Regions from separate parts of the Mus musculus genome. Here all the other regions are linked to region 3. A link is a contact called in public Hi-C and promoter capture Hi-C data. All regions are on one chromosome and are shown on one strand. The core of a region is the stretch at or near the end of the contact, and the rest is flanking DNA. Distances in the headings are between cores, read along the strand shown. Region 1 has its middle 38 kb from the start of Stmnd1. Region 2 holds the start of Stmnd1 (stathmin domain containing 1). Region 3 holds the start of Cap2 (CAP, adenylate cyclase-associated protein, 2 (yeast)).

Region 1 (4,900 bases), core at 392-2,891, 190 kb before region 3:
GGACATGGACTAACAGACTGGATATGTAAAGAGGACCCAGCATTTTCCTGCATACAGGAAGTGCACCTCAGTGATAAAGGCAGACACTAGCCAAGAGTAAAAGGTTGGAAAACAATTTTCCAAGGACATTTCATACTGGTCAAAGGAAAAATCTGCCAAGAGAAACTCTTAATTCTGAACATCTATGCTCCAAATGCAAAGGCACCCACATTCATAAAAGAAACTTTGCTAAAGCTTAAAGCACACATCACACCCCATACAATAATAGTGAGAGACTTAATTTGGACTTTTATGTCTACCATTGCTGGAGAATTTTCATCCTCACAGAAATGTCCTGGCAGAGTGAGTGACTGCCCAATTATCCCAGATGACATAAAAACCTGTCATTGTTAATTTTGATTGCTAGTTTGAGTGGATTAAGAAACACGCAAGGCACTGATGATAGATATCTTGTGGTAGGTGGGTGATGTTTCCAGAAAGGATTAACTGAGAGGTAAGGACATCCCTAATTTCAAGCAGCATCCTACCATAGGTGAGAAAAACAGCTGAGGATCAGCATTCCACACAGTCTGCTTCCTGAGCCTCTCAGATGTGAGCCACCAAGCTGCCAAGCTAGACTGTACTTCCAAATTATACAACAGAATAAAGCCTTCTTCATTTAGTTTAGTTACTTCTTATTGGGTACTTGGATGCAGGTAGGGAAAAAGTGAGGAATATAGGAATATAGGGCTATTTTCCTTCCAGTTCTCCAAGAAATGGATATTTGTACCTTTGTGACTTGTCTGCAGCAAGGTCCTTGGAAACACACAAAGAAGAACATAGTAAGGAACCATCACTAGTTACAGCTGAGATAAACTCTCAGGAAGTCTCTGGGTTAAGGGAAGCAGTTTCAAGCCTGCATCATCACTGGGAAGATGTCCATCTCCATCACAACACATTGCATGGAAAATGGGAAAAGTAATATCGTTGGACCATTTTGGTTAAAATACTGTATTGGCAACTGCATCTCACTCATCTCAATCACTGGATAATTACATTAGCCAAGAGCATCTCAAGGCCCATATAAGCTAACTACTCCTGGGATGTAGCCAGAAGAGGAAGAAAGCTTACGCTTTTATTGAGGGACAGAACACCACTACCATTCCTGAAAAAAGAAAGAAAAAAAAACCACTATAACTCTGTTTCTCTCTTTCTATGAATTTCTGTTTTTCATAGACCATTGAAAAACCACACTTTGAGGAAAGGATCATGTACAGCGAAATTCACAAGTGACTCTTCTGATGAATCCCAGTCCACAGAGATCTCTCTCTCTCCCCATTTGCTGTGCACATTATCAATGATCCTTGCCGTTAGCTGCTGGGATCTGTCTCCAGCAGGTGGTGCCAAAAGATAGTTAATAGAAGTCAGCTCTGTGGTTTGACAATAAATACATTTAAAAATTAACTGGCTTTTGCGACGTTTTGCATTTTTCTCTCTTTCTTTTGCTTCTTGCCTGTGTGTTCACGTGCATATGCACGTATGTGTGTGTGTACATGTTAGCACGTACGAGTGTAAATGCATGTGTGTTGATCTGAGGACAATCTCGGATGTCCTTCCCCTTCCATCTTGCTTGAGACAGGATCTCTTCCTCACTGTAGCACGCCTCAGGCTAGCTGGCCCAGGAGCTCGGGAGAGTCCCCTGTTTCTGCCTCCTGTCTCATAGGAGCACTGTGGTGACAGTCCCATGTCTCTGTTTTACATCGGTTCTGAGAATCTGAATTCAGGTCTGCTCACTTGCACATCAAGTTCTTTACCCCCTGAGCCACTCACTCCCCTGGTTCACTTTCTCAACTCCATCCGTGTTACTTGTAGGATGGTGCAGACGCCAAGGCTGCTGCTGTCTCTCACTCTACAGAGACCCACGAGACCTGGAGCTCATGGTCTTTCTTCAGACTTCAAAGAGAAAACAGAAGCGACGGGAAGACGGTACTCACACCCCCACATCCACCCACCTGCCTGTATTTGTGACCTCATTCTGCCCCTTCCTCCCCACCCATGTCCCCAGTGAAAGGCCACCCCTCTAACTGGCCTTCCCTGAACTTCTCTTGAACTCCATTTTCCTTCTTATCCACATTGCCCATCCAGGCCCCCAGCCTGGTCTTTGCTTTACATCTGAATGTACTAAAAGAGTACACCTGGCACAGAGCACCAAAGTTCTTGTCTGCTAATTGTTCTCCTTTAGATACCTCCTGTGGAGTTCCCCTCCACGATTTCATGGAATCTGTTCTTGCTCCAGTCACGACTTGCTGGACCAATGGGACAGCTCTACATCTGCACTGTGCTTGATGGCTTCTCATGCCCTCTTTCTCAAAGCACTCGCTTCCCATGTCCTCTTGACTTCCAGGACGTTCACTAGCTGTCCTGTGTCCTGCATCCGGCGGGCCCCAGACTTATTATTCCAGAACATTTCCCACTGGGCGGCATCTAATGTCTGTCTATGAGTTTATCCTTGGCCAGCTTGTGCATTGCGATGGTAGAGGCTATCCATACAACAGTGGCTCCTTGCTGTTTATGACCCTGCACACATCCTGCCAGGCTTCTCCATCAGCATCTCAATAGAATATGTCTGTAGGACAGCTTTCTGCTTCTCCTAAAGGCTTTTCTCTCACAACAAATAGCAACCAGAAGCTCCCTGTGGATCAGGAGCAAAACTTGATGCTGTCTTTGATTTTGCTCTCATTTTCTCGCCTCTGGGTGTGAGGGTATGTATGTATGGAGAAAACTTTCAGATACCATTCCTTGAGTACCATCCACCTTATATTATTGTTGTTGTTATTGTTATTATTATTACTATTATCATTATTATTGACATAGTTTCTCATTGCCTAGTGACTGACAGAGTGGCCTAGGCTGCCTGATCTATATGCCCAGGAATCTGTCTCTGCTTCTCTCCTGCTGAGATTAGAAGCATTTCTCACCACTCCAGACTTCATGAGTTTTATTCATTTATCTTTCTTGAATGTGGATTCTGAGGGATGGAACTCAGGACAAGCCTTTTACCGACTGAGCTGTCAGTCCTGCCTTCCTTTCTCTTTTACCCTGTCTATCTAGCTTTAGTAAATCTTGCAGGGCTCTTTTTCAAAACTGTATTTGCACATAATAAGTATGTCTAGCCTCCTCCATCCACTGGTCCTGATGCCAGTCATCACCCTTCCTTTCCTGGCCAATCACGAGGGTCTCCTGATTCATCCGCCAATCCTGCCTTGTCTCCTTCCACCTATTCTGAATATGGCAGCCACAGTCATCTTATTAAAATATAAATCTCTGCAACACCAGAGTTATCCAGGTCAAGCCAGAATGGTCCAGTATGCTATGTGCCCATGCATGACCTGCCCCTATTCTCTCTCGGGCTTTGCTTGGATCGAGTTCATGGCCACTCATTCACTCCAACCATTATGTCCCTTGCTGTTCCTTCCTCACACCAGGGTTCACACTACCCAAATGGCTTCACAGACCATTCTTCCAGAGGAGGAGCCTGGTACTCTTCTCAGACCATCCGGTTTAAAGCCACGATCTCTCACCACCTCCATCATCCTCAACACCGCTGTGACCACTGCTCACCATCACTTCTCCCATGATTATGTTAGCTGAATTACATCTCTCCATAGTGATCAGCAATGCCCCATTGCCCATCTCTCTCCAACTAGAGAACAGGATCCACGCAGTGACTGGTGTCTGTTTTGTTCATGGCTGCATGCCTAGGCCAACAAGAGCACCCACATGGCACTGACCCTCGTGCAAACCTGTGAAGCAAATGAATTAGTGAATGATTACTCCACACTGAATTAGCAGTTGGATCCCAGGAGTCTTCTCGGCACACACAAGATCACCCATCACTCCTGTCACAACACGCAGAGCCTTGCCTTTCCAAAGAACAACACAGGCAGATCTCTAAGTCCTTGGTCAATGTTTTATTGAAAGAGACGATTAAAACTCAGAATAAACCAACTCATAGGCTTCTGTAAATCATTTATGAACATACCCACTGCCAACAAGTACCTTCCCTCCAGCCAATTTCTATCTGAATGTACAACTCCTAATGCCTTAAATTCTTCAACACTGAAAATGAAAGATGTGTTTTATAAAATGCCATCCGGAGACAGAGCAAAACTTCGCATGCTCAGAATCATCTAGGAATTTAAGTTCTCCTCAGCCTGATCCTGGTTTTTGACACTTGGAGATAGATGGCAGTAATTTATATGTTTAATCATGCTGGACCTCTTCTGTGACTGTGCCCTAAGATACTTGCATCCATCTTAATAAAAAGGAGATGCCTTACATTTTCCACCCTCCAAATTACAGAGTTTCTTATGCTTCAGAACTGAAGAGTTTTATTAAGTCATTGCTCTGCTAAGTGTCAGGTGAAATAACATGTCAGTTTATTTGCTTCGTAGGGGTACTATATTGTCTCTTGTGGCAAATGCATTTAAAATGCTTAGCATTTGGGAAAAATAGTATAGGAAAGAGGAAAATCACATTCATTCCTACATAGAGATATGGCAGCCTAAGGAAATTGCTTTGAGGCATAGTCATCCTTTTTTATAGTACCCAGCCTTAAAGGCAACCTCCAGGTTAGCTAAATTGATTAAGGAGTGGATCTAGCTTTTTAAGGAAAAAGGCAGCCACCCCTTTTTTACATAGCTTGCTCTTGACTATCCAGTCTTTCGTGGAATAAATGTTTATTTAGCAAGTACTGTGTGTTGGCTACTGTGGGGAGTCTTGGAGATGAAGGAAAGATGGAGACGAAAACAATTAAACTTGACTTAATTTGTAGGTGTCCAGCATCTATCCAAAGAGGAGAGAGCAAAGCAAGCAGGGAGTGAAAGGCACACAGAATCAGAGCCTAGGGGAGAAACGGCAC
Region 2 (4,701 bases), core at 7-2,506, 230 kb before region 3:
TTGACAAACACCATTATTTGAGCAGCAACAGAGTGGCTGAAAAATAAACCCTGAAATGATGATTCACACCTATAATCCCAGTACTTGAGAGGCTGAGGCAGAGGGATTTCCATGAGTCAGAGACAGGCTTGTGTTCTGTACTGAGGATCAGGCTATGTAGACCTGCCTGTCTCAAAAAGGTCAAAAATAAAAATTTTAAAGTAATTTCATACACTGTCATCACAACACTTGTGAGGCAGAGGCAGGAAGATCTGGAGTTCAAGGTCATCCTGAGCTATATAGTAAGCTGAGGTCAGCCTGGACCCCAGCAAACAAATGTGCACTTTATAATCTAGCTATTTAGAGCAGAGCTGGCCTCGGGATTCATTGGGAAGATCTTGGGAGTTTTACATTTCCAGGAAGCCTGGGATGCGTTTTCCAGTTGTTTGGAGAAGCAGAGGGACAGAACTGGCCTCCTGGGTCCTGGTCACAGCTCCTCCTCTGTAACTAGCTCCCTGGAGATCTTAGGAAAGTCACGTGGCTCCCCTAAAGCCTAAATGTATAGCCTTGAAAACAAAGGGTTGAGACATATCAAGCATCTTTTCGACTCCACCTTCTTAGTCCTCAAGAAGGGAAAAAGGATTAAAGTTCTGAAGCTTACTGCTAGTGTGAGCAACCCACAGTTCCCTGCTCCGCCTCTCTTGACAAGGTGCGGGGCAGGGGGCGGGAGGGGGGATGACACCCTGTTGGTTTCATTCTCTGTACAATGTAGAGATTCCTCTCCCCCCCCCGCCCCGCCCCCTCTCCCGCCCCGCTGCACAACCGTTCCTAAAGTGGACTTTGCAAGTCGAAAATGATTTCCAGATCCGCTGGCAGCCGCAGAGCTATTTGTGGTCCTGAGTGATTTTCACCCATGAAGCGGGGTTTATTTCTTATGTGACCATCCTGTGGCATTTAATTGTCTTCTGCTGGCTGTCTGCATCGTGGCCTGCCACAGGCTGCTGCTGCTGATGTGATGCCTGAACCAGATAAGGGGTATGGGGGAGGGCCCTGCGGCGCAGGGCAAAGAAAAAGAAATGAGTGTCCAGTCCAGCCGGTTGCTTAGACTCAGCCCTTCCCTCCCCTCCCTCCTAGAAGAGAATTGGATGGCTTCTCAGATCTTTTAGTTTTCCCTTGCAAAAGTCACATCCTGCCTCACTCAGGTCCCTGGTCTGTGTGACTGTGACGCCTGTTTATTATGGCAACAGTTTCCAGCAACTGCCCAGATGCTGAGCCTGGAGGTATGGGAGGAGGGCGTGCTGGGCCCTGACTGGGGAACAAGGACTCCAGGACAAGATAGAAGCTCCAGGGGGCACAGCCTAGAGAGGAGGAGCAATGGGCTGTGGACCTTCCCAGCAAAAGGAGGACCAGAGCCAGAGCCGCATACCCTCTCCCAGGAAGGGCTGGGAAGAGGGATCCAAGGTAACAGACAATCACAGACCTTGTGGGAGCACACGCCTGGACTACATAGTGAACACTGGAGCTGCGTGCATAGCAAGACACTGTCAGAGAGAGCAGAAGGGAGGACACAAGAGGAGAAAAGAGAGGACAGGGAGGGGAGGGGAGGGGAGGGGAGGGGAGGGGAGGGGAGGGGAGGGGAGGCAGATTTCCCACACTTCCACACTTAGGAAGCTCTGAAGTGATCTGGAGCCAGTGGGCAGTTTACCACCCTCTTAGTAGGTATGTTACTGAGGATGTGAACCAAGAGAGACTGCCAGAATAAACCAAGAGTTTATTCTGCCACTGTTGGCTGGTGTCTCTAAATCAAGAAAGTGTGCATGCCTCTGTATATCTGCATCTGCAGACACATGCATGAGGTCACAGCCCCGGCAGATGCAGGCCCACAGGAGGGGTAGTGGTTTCTGCCATCAACCTAATGTCTCATGGGAAGGCGGGAGTTCCTGAGTGGGGCCAGCTAGTGTTGGTCCTGGAACAGCCCTTCCTCTGTATTTCTTTATAGCACACAGAGCTCTGTCAACCATCGAGCTACATCATCTGGGTTGTTCAGCTTTGGGGGACAAAGCTAGAGGGAATCTGGTTTTTTAGATTCCCCTTCCAATCCACTGTGCCTCAGTTTGTATCATTTACCTGGAGATATCGGGGGAAGTTCCCACAGGGCAGTGGGGGTCAGAGGCTGGGCTGTTTAGCATCTTTCCCTGACTCTACAATAAGGGTTAGGCCCCGACAGACCTAATAAGTCAGGCTTGGCCATTTATACTCCATCAGCCCATTAAAAAATAGTGCAAAGTAGGAAAATTTTTAATTTTTTTTCAATATGGCCACATTGGAAGAAGAACAAAAACAGAGATTCAGAGACTTCCCAAGTCTGTCTTTGGGGTTCTGATGTGACCTGTAGGTCTGAACTGAGGAAGGGCTGGCTTAGTTGGTAAGGGTATTTATACCAAGCCTGAAGACTCAAGTTCAATGCCCTGGTGCCACATGGTAGATGGTGCCCTGACTCCTTAAAACTATTTCCTGAGCTCCATAAATGTGCGCACACACATACAAATGTAATTAACATGTTTTAGGGCAAGAAGCACCAATAATGAATCAGTCTTGATCCTGGTATGGTCTTGCCCATCACTGACGCCATCATGGTCTCAGCTCCAGACTCTCTCTGTCAGACCTGTGTGGGAAAGCCAAAGCCTGCCTCTAACAGAGACTCAGCTGTTCTCTCTCCTAGCCTGAGACTCGGGGAGAAATTCCAACTTCTGGGGGACCTTTGTCTCACTAGTCAAATAGCTAGAGGGAAGGGCACAAGGGTCTCTTTAGAATTCTTTCTCTTCTGTCAGGAAAGTTATAGTTTCACCTATAGAATGGGCATCTCATTGGTATCAAGACCTCAACTCATGGGGGGTGACCCAAGGAGAGGTCCACCACATACTCCCTCAAAATTGCACTTTCGAAGAGTGAAGGAGAGCCTGCAACCCCCTTTCTCAGGCTGGGGGAAGCATCTCGCAGCCACTCAGGGCCACCGTTTCCACAAGGCATTCTTCGGGCTGCTGTGTGAAAGGCATCCACTGTCTTCTCATGGTGTGAGCATGCTCAGGGACCAGTGATGGTACCCCGCATGGGTGTGGCACATCTGAGCCCCTGGAGTGGATGTAAAAAGCAAGCCTGAAGGATGGGGCTTGTGGCTCAGTGGGAAGAGTGCTGGCCTAGCATGTAAAAGCCCTGGCTTTCATCCCAGCAATGTAGAACTCAGGTGTGCTAGTGTATACCTGTGATCCCAGTGCTCGGGAAGCAGGGGGATCGTGAATTCAAGGTCGCCCTTAACTACAGAGTGAGTTCAAGGCAAACCTGGGATACATGAGACCCTATCTTTAGATAGATAAATAGATAGCCAGCCAGCCTACTGGGGTGTGCTACAGGGCTCCATGGCTCAGTCTCTCATGCTCCGAGAGAAGCCTGTGCCCAGATGCCACCCACACAAATGCTGTGTTCTGCTTTCTGTTCCTAATAGTGATTGTCTGAGTTTAATTAAGGCATCAATACTTTTTTATGTAGCCAAGGATGACTTTGGGCTCAGGGTCTTTTGTTCTTCTTGTCATAACCTAACTGCTCCACCAACACACTGCCTTCTGTCTTCTTAAGAAAGCCCTCCCCATCATGGACTAACCCTCTAATCCTCGCTTGCTAATGTCGTGTTCTCGGTACTGCCCCTCCTCTCCACAGACTCTTGCTCTTCCAGGCCAAATGACCTACAGTGCTTGCTTCCAGGCCTGCCCATACCTCCCTGCCTTTCCCATGCTGTTCCCTGGCCCTTGGAAGGTCATTCCTAGACCTGTTCCTCAGCAGGACTGATGAGGGTTCAATCCATCCCTCAGCGCAGAGCTCCACCCCAGCTGGTGACCCAGAACTATCCTCTGCTTTGAAGGCCCTGCTCTTCCACTGGCTCATGAGTTCCAAGGTAGCTCTCTGGGCACCTCAGTTATTGTTGCTTTGATTCCACATTTCCCCCTCTCTTTTCCCCCCCAAAAAAATACATTTATGAAATTTAGATTACTATGCTAAGACTCCTTATCTATCCAATTAATTTCTCAGGTAGGATTATACATAGGAAATCTTTTATGATTCATATTTCTTTTATAGCTACTTTCATTTTCTCAACCATATAATTATCAGTAAATATGGTTTTATTATATAGACTAGCTGTCAGGGCCACAAGTCACATCCTTCCAAGTGTTAACTATGCTAGTCAGAAAGATTAGTGTATTTGTCAAGCCACCACAGTTCTTTATGTTTGTCCAGTTTTCTTTCTGTTGCTGTGACAAATAGCATAACCAAAAGTAACTTGGGAGGGGGATTTATTTGGCTCACACTTCCAGATCACAGAGACTTAAGGAGCACTTAAAGCAGAAACCATGGATAAGGCTACTTGCTGTCTCATTCATTCACTTGCTGCTCAGGACATTTGCCTAGGGAATGGTACTGCCCACAGTAGACTGGGACCTCCTGCATGGACTAACAATCAAGACAGTGTCCCACAGACATGCTTATAAACCAATCCTTTAACCGCAATAGTGTCCATTTCCTTCATAAAATGACAGAAATGGTAATATTTATCTTTGTCGAGTTCTTATGAGAATTGAGTGAATTTAACTCACATAAAGTGCTCACACCCATATTTCACACAGAATAGCAGCAGGAAATAAGTTAGGGCAATATTTTTATTATCCTGAT
Region 3 (4,776 bases), core at 236-2,735:
GTGTCAGCACAAATAATAAGCAGGTCTCCATTTACTCCAGACAAAAGAGAGTCAAGAGGTGCCTGCTAGGCATGGCTCCACAGTTGTGGGCTTTTGACAACACCAAGAGCTGAGTTAAATGTGATTTTTAACATCGACAGTTGTGGTAGTTTGTATGTAACTGGCTCCATTAGGCCCATAAGGGAGTGGCATGATTAGGAGGTGTGGCTTTCTTAGAGTGGGTGTGGCCTTGCTGATGGAGTCACTGTGGAGGTTGGCTTTCAGGTGTTATATGCTCAGGCTATATCCAGTGTGGTATGCAGTCTCCTCTTGCTGTCTGGAGATCAAGATGTAGAACTTTCAGCTGCTTCTCCAGCACCATGTCTACCTGCGTGCCACAGGCTTCATGCTATGATGATAATGGACTGAACTTCTGACTAATACCCAACCCCAACTAAATATTTTATTTTATAAGAGTTGCTGTGGTCGCTGGGCCGTGGTGGCACACGCCTTTAATCCCAGCACTTGGGAGGCAGAGGCAGGTGGATTTCTGAGTTCGAGGCCAGCCTGGTCTGCAGAGTGAGTTCCAGGACAGCCAGGGCTACACAGAGAAACCCTGTATCGAAGGGAAAAAAAAAAAACGAAAGAAAAGAAAAAGAAAAAGAAAGAGAAAAAGAAAAAGAAAAAGAAAAAGAAAAAGAAAAAGAAAAAGAAAAAGAAAAAAAAAAGAGTTGCTGTGGTCATGGTGTCTGTTCTCTGCAATAAAACCCTAAGACAACAGGGAACATTGGCTTTACCAGAATCCCCTTTACTACACAATTTTGAGAGTTTGCTTTTTGAATATCTGTAGGGCCAGGCATAGTGGATCTGTCCATTAATCCCAGCACTCTGGAAGCAGAGGCAGGAGGATGTCTGTGAGTTCAAGAACAACCTGTTCTACAGCAAGTCCCAGGGCAGCTAGGGCTTTGTAGGGAGACACTTTCTCAAATTTTAAACAAAAGAACATAAGCTATTACATTTCTCTCTCCCCCTCCCTTCGTCTGCAGCTTTTCCCCTTGACAATCATTCATTCAGTGAAGAGCTTTGTGTCCAGTATTCCAGACTCAGATGAAAATCGAAAATCGATCCTCTCTGTCTAATTATGCTAACCAGAGAGAAACGCTTCCAGTTTCGTCAGCATAGACCATACATATATAAAATAAGGGGCAGTGTCTACAAGTAAAACAGTTGCTGGAGTAGGCCGGCCAAGGATTCTACTCGTTTCTAAATAATCAGATGACTTTTTAAAGTTTCTGTATATAAGTTACTTGCCCCAGATCTACAATCTATCTGAAGAGATACATGCATTTGCTCTCCTTTATCCTTTTCTTTGAGTTGGAGGATATTCGAGGTGCTCCATTCTCCCTCTCTTTGTGCGGGTCACTATGCAGCCCTACCCACCCCCAACCCCCTTCAGGGACCGCCAGACCTTTTCAGAGCTCTTTGCAAACCCGCAGGAGGAGGCGAAGGCATTTCCTGCTTGCACCGGCGATCGCCTCTGCCCTCCTATCTCTCTTCTCCCACGGCCCATCTGTGTCTCCTCTCTGCTCCCTTCCTTGCCACCCCCGCCCTCGGCTGGGTGCTCCCGGCCCCTCCCGCGCCCGTCTGTATTTGGAGCTGCCGGAAGCTGCGGGCGACTCTCCCCGAGAGCAGCGTGACCGACTCGGGCTCCCGTGCAGGGGGGAGGCGGAGGCAGCACCGGGCCTGCGGGAGGAGGGCGCAAGTGGCCGGAGCCGGCTTTGCATCACCGAAGCCAGGACCTGAGCTCTACAGCAGGTCAGGCTGGAACGCGGAGGGGGACGGGGGGGGGGGGGGCGGCGAGGAGAATGGGGGGCTTGCCTGGACACCCGGCACCCAAGGCCGGCGCTCTCAAGTTGCGCGCCCCTGGTAGGGTGGGAGATGGCCAGGGCGCGGGGAAGAAAGGCGAAGCAGACTCAGGGATCTGAGGCCACCCAGATGTGAGGACAAGGGAAGTGAGGACCGGAGATGTGAGGATCTGTGATGCGGGGATCTGACACTGGGGCAGTCCTCATCTGGGTCAGCTCAGCCCAGCGCTCCAGCTGCTCGCCTGGCGCTGAGGACCGCGAGTTTCGGGCTGGAGGGCCACCTATGGCCTGCCCGCCGACAACCACCGCACCCTAGGCCGGTCTAACTTCAAGGGGTCTCCACTGCTCTGCTTTGAGCTTTCTGAGGGTTCCCGGGTGGGTGTCATTGAATTAGACCTCGCCAGTGCCACCTCAATCCGAAGGTGCTGGAAGGAAAGGAAGGGACCTGGCTTCTCTGCAGAATCTGACTTGAGGCCATGAGTCACTTCTAAAAAATGCACACGCAACTGATGCTTTGAAGGGACCGCTCTGAAAATGGTACCCCTCAGCAGCTCTCTGACTGTCCCATAGGGGGTTGTTTGTGACATCAGCAATCTTGTCGTCATCTTTAGGCGGATGGCCCGCCATGCACATGAGACTATTTATTCTCATCAACACCACAGAGGCTGTGCATTAAGTCATGTCGGAATCCAGGCGTTCTTTATGTGAGTTTGTGCTTTTAGGACTTGTATTTAGAATTAGGTCTAAAAAGTTTACCAAGTGGAGGTGAACTTTGTACAGCCAAGACTTGCGTCTTGGCCTGAGTAATCAGGAGAAGGCAGAAACAAACGGAAAAAAAAAAAAAAAAGAAAAAGAAAAAGAAAAAGAAAAAAGAAAAAAAGGGGGGGGGGAGTTTATCAGAATTGCTTGCAGAGAGAGCACTGCCTGTTCGTTTGGCTGCTTGGTTTGTTGGTAGACAGAGCTTTGCCATGGAACCCCAGGCTGACCTCAAACTGTTAGCAATCATTCTGCTTCCGAGCTGAGATTACAGGTGTGCTCCTCTGCTTCCGAGAGGCGGACTTACTCTGTACCCAGACTAGCCAGGAACTCGCCATTAGCCCAGGTTGACTTCAAACTCACAATCCTCCTGCTTCCGGCTTCTGAGTGCTGGATTACTGGTAGGCACTGCCACACCTAACGAAGGTGTCTCAGAAGTCTTGCTGACGTAGCTGGGACCACTTTGTGGAAAGTAACAGTGGTGTCTGTCTCACCTTTGGAGTGACTTCGATTTGCTGGGGTTTTGTTAGAATACAAGCCTGCTGAGGGCAGGGAGGGGTTCGGGGTGGTTCTGCGTGGTTAGGGACTGAAAGCTGGTACAGAAAGCTGGTGGAAAGAATTAATTCGATCACTTGCAGTCAGAGCACGGTATCTTGACAAGACTGTACCTTTTTTTTTTTTTTCTTAAGAAAAGACTTATTTCTCCACGGATCCTCGAATCTGAAAATCCTTAATAAAGTTAGGCTCAAGTGAGACTCAAAGACAAAGAGGAAAAAAAAGAAGCTGACTGTGAGAAATGATAGTGACCAACCAGTTCTGCAAGCCGGAAGTGGGGTTTTCCACAAGACATTGTTTAGCTTGTTGGAATGACGGGAGTGTGGGGTTCCCTAACTTCCTGGCTAAAGAGCTAGATGGTAAATAGGGGCTCTGCAGCCCTCAAGGTCGACTTAGTAACTACTCAGCTTGGCTATTGTAAATCGAACGAGGACGAGGAGAATATGGAGAGGACTGTACCGGCGAGTTTCATTGTGTTAACAGATATGAAATTTGAAATTTAGTTGATTTTCACCAGTAGCAATTTTTCTCCTCTATCACACACACTCACACACACACTTGCACTCACATACATGCGAGCATATCCACTCACACACCATACAGACATACACACACCACAAACACATACATGCATACAAGCACACACATACACATACAAACACAGGCATATGTGCACATACACACTTAGTTTACAGGAAGAAGGTTGAAGGAAACAGAAGAGAAGTAGTTTAGGGGTTTGTTTGTTTGATTTTTTTTTTCCTCCTGAAAGTAGAGAGCATCTTCCCACCTTGGGCTAGAGTCTCAGACGGCTAGATTCTCCAACTGCTTGAATTATGCCCAGAAATTAAATACTCACAAGAACAACATTAACTTACTTTTGACACAGTGGTGTTTTATTTCCTTTTGAATATCTCCTAACATATATCTTTATCCCAAGGTTTAGTTTTAGTCTTGATTCATCAATTTTGTATTATACATCAGAATATGCTGAGCCTAGATAAGTTATGAGCATCAGATTTAAGGGAGCGACCATGAACTTACTGCCAAGTGTAGATGCGGGCATGAGAACAAAAGAGTTGTAAATAGGTAACTCTCAAAATATAATGTGTATACACACACACACACACACACACACACATGTATATACATAAGATCAAATATATGATAAGAGATTCAGGTCCACAATATATAAACAGCCTTTCTAATTTGTTAATAAAAGATGGTCTAATATCAAAGTGTGCCAAGGAGGACAGATGAATGGCCATTAAAGCTGTGGAAAAGAAAAAATGCCATGCTGGGCGTGGTGGCGCACACCTTTAATCCCAGCACTCGGGAGGCAGAGGCAGGCGGATTTCTGAGTTCGAGGCCACCTTGGTCTACAAAGTGAGTTCTAGGACAGCCAGGGCAGAGAAACCCTGTCTCAAAAAAAAAAAAAAAATGCCCAACATCCTTTTTTGCTTTTTTGTTTTTTGTTTTTCAAGACAGGGTTTCTCTGTGTAGACCAGGCTGCCTCCCAAGTGCTGGGATTAAAGGCGTGTGCCACCACTGCCTGGCTAATGCCCGACATCCTTATTCCATCAGGTAATTGCAAATCAAAACCACAGTGAGATCTCATGCCAGA

The links. A called contact is a pair of places that touch in the nucleus more often than the background predicts. Capture Hi-C pulls out chosen DNA fragments and counts their contacts.
Region 1: a Hi-C map of double positive thymocytes shows a contact between it and region 3, with 2.4 times the contacts expected there. The contact joins the enhancer-like site here to the promoter of Cap2 in region 3. A contact is called at or near these places in 5 of 39 promoter capture datasets (embryonic stem cells, hippocampal neurons, liver and 1 more), 20 of 484 Hi-C or Micro-C datasets (CD4 T cells, the HPC-7 cell line, Th1 cells and 13 more), 6 of 115 datasets of contacts at active chromatin or transcription factors (cardiomyocytes, embryonic forebrain, embryonic stem cells and 3 more) and 3 of 9 other capture datasets (adipose tissue, embryonic stem cells and liver).
Region 2: a promoter capture Hi-C map of adipose tissue shows a contact between it and region 3. The contact joins the promoter of Stmnd1 here to the promoter of Cap2 in region 3. A contact is called at or near these places in 1 of 484 Hi-C or Micro-C datasets (neural progenitor cells), 2 of 115 datasets of contacts at active chromatin or transcription factors (embryonic stem cells and stem cell-derived neural progenitor cells) and 1 of 9 other capture datasets (adipose tissue).

Annotation. Positions count from the first base shown.
Region 1 is chr13:46,309,505-46,314,404 of GRCm38.p6, forward strand. No RefSeq gene overlaps it. Among named protein-coding and RNA genes, the nearest start is that of Stmnd1, 38 kb to the left of the region's middle. Within about 2 kb of position 1,642, at least 15 of the 459 cell types and tissues checked have an H3K27ac peak or open chromatin away from gene starts, as enhancers often do. A contact at or near this core is called in cerebral cortex, double positive thymocytes and hippocampal neurons, where this site is marked.
Region 2 is chr13:46,272,465-46,277,165 of GRCm38.p6, forward strand. It overlaps Stmnd1 (stathmin domain containing 1), which reads left to right and starts at 1,257. Exons shown (of 5, transcript NM_001005422.1): 1 at 1,257-1,440. The coding sequence starts at 1,354.
Region 3 is chr13:46,500,418-46,505,193 of GRCm38.p6, forward strand. Cap2 (CAP, adenylate cyclase-associated protein, 2 (yeast)) reads left to right here and starts at 1,486. Exons shown (of 13, transcript NM_026056.4): 1 at 1,486-1,794. It overlaps LOC115488182 (a long non-coding RNA gene), which reads right to left and starts at 1,533. Exons shown (of 2, transcript XR_003950691.1): 1 at 1,448-1,533; 2 at 1-316.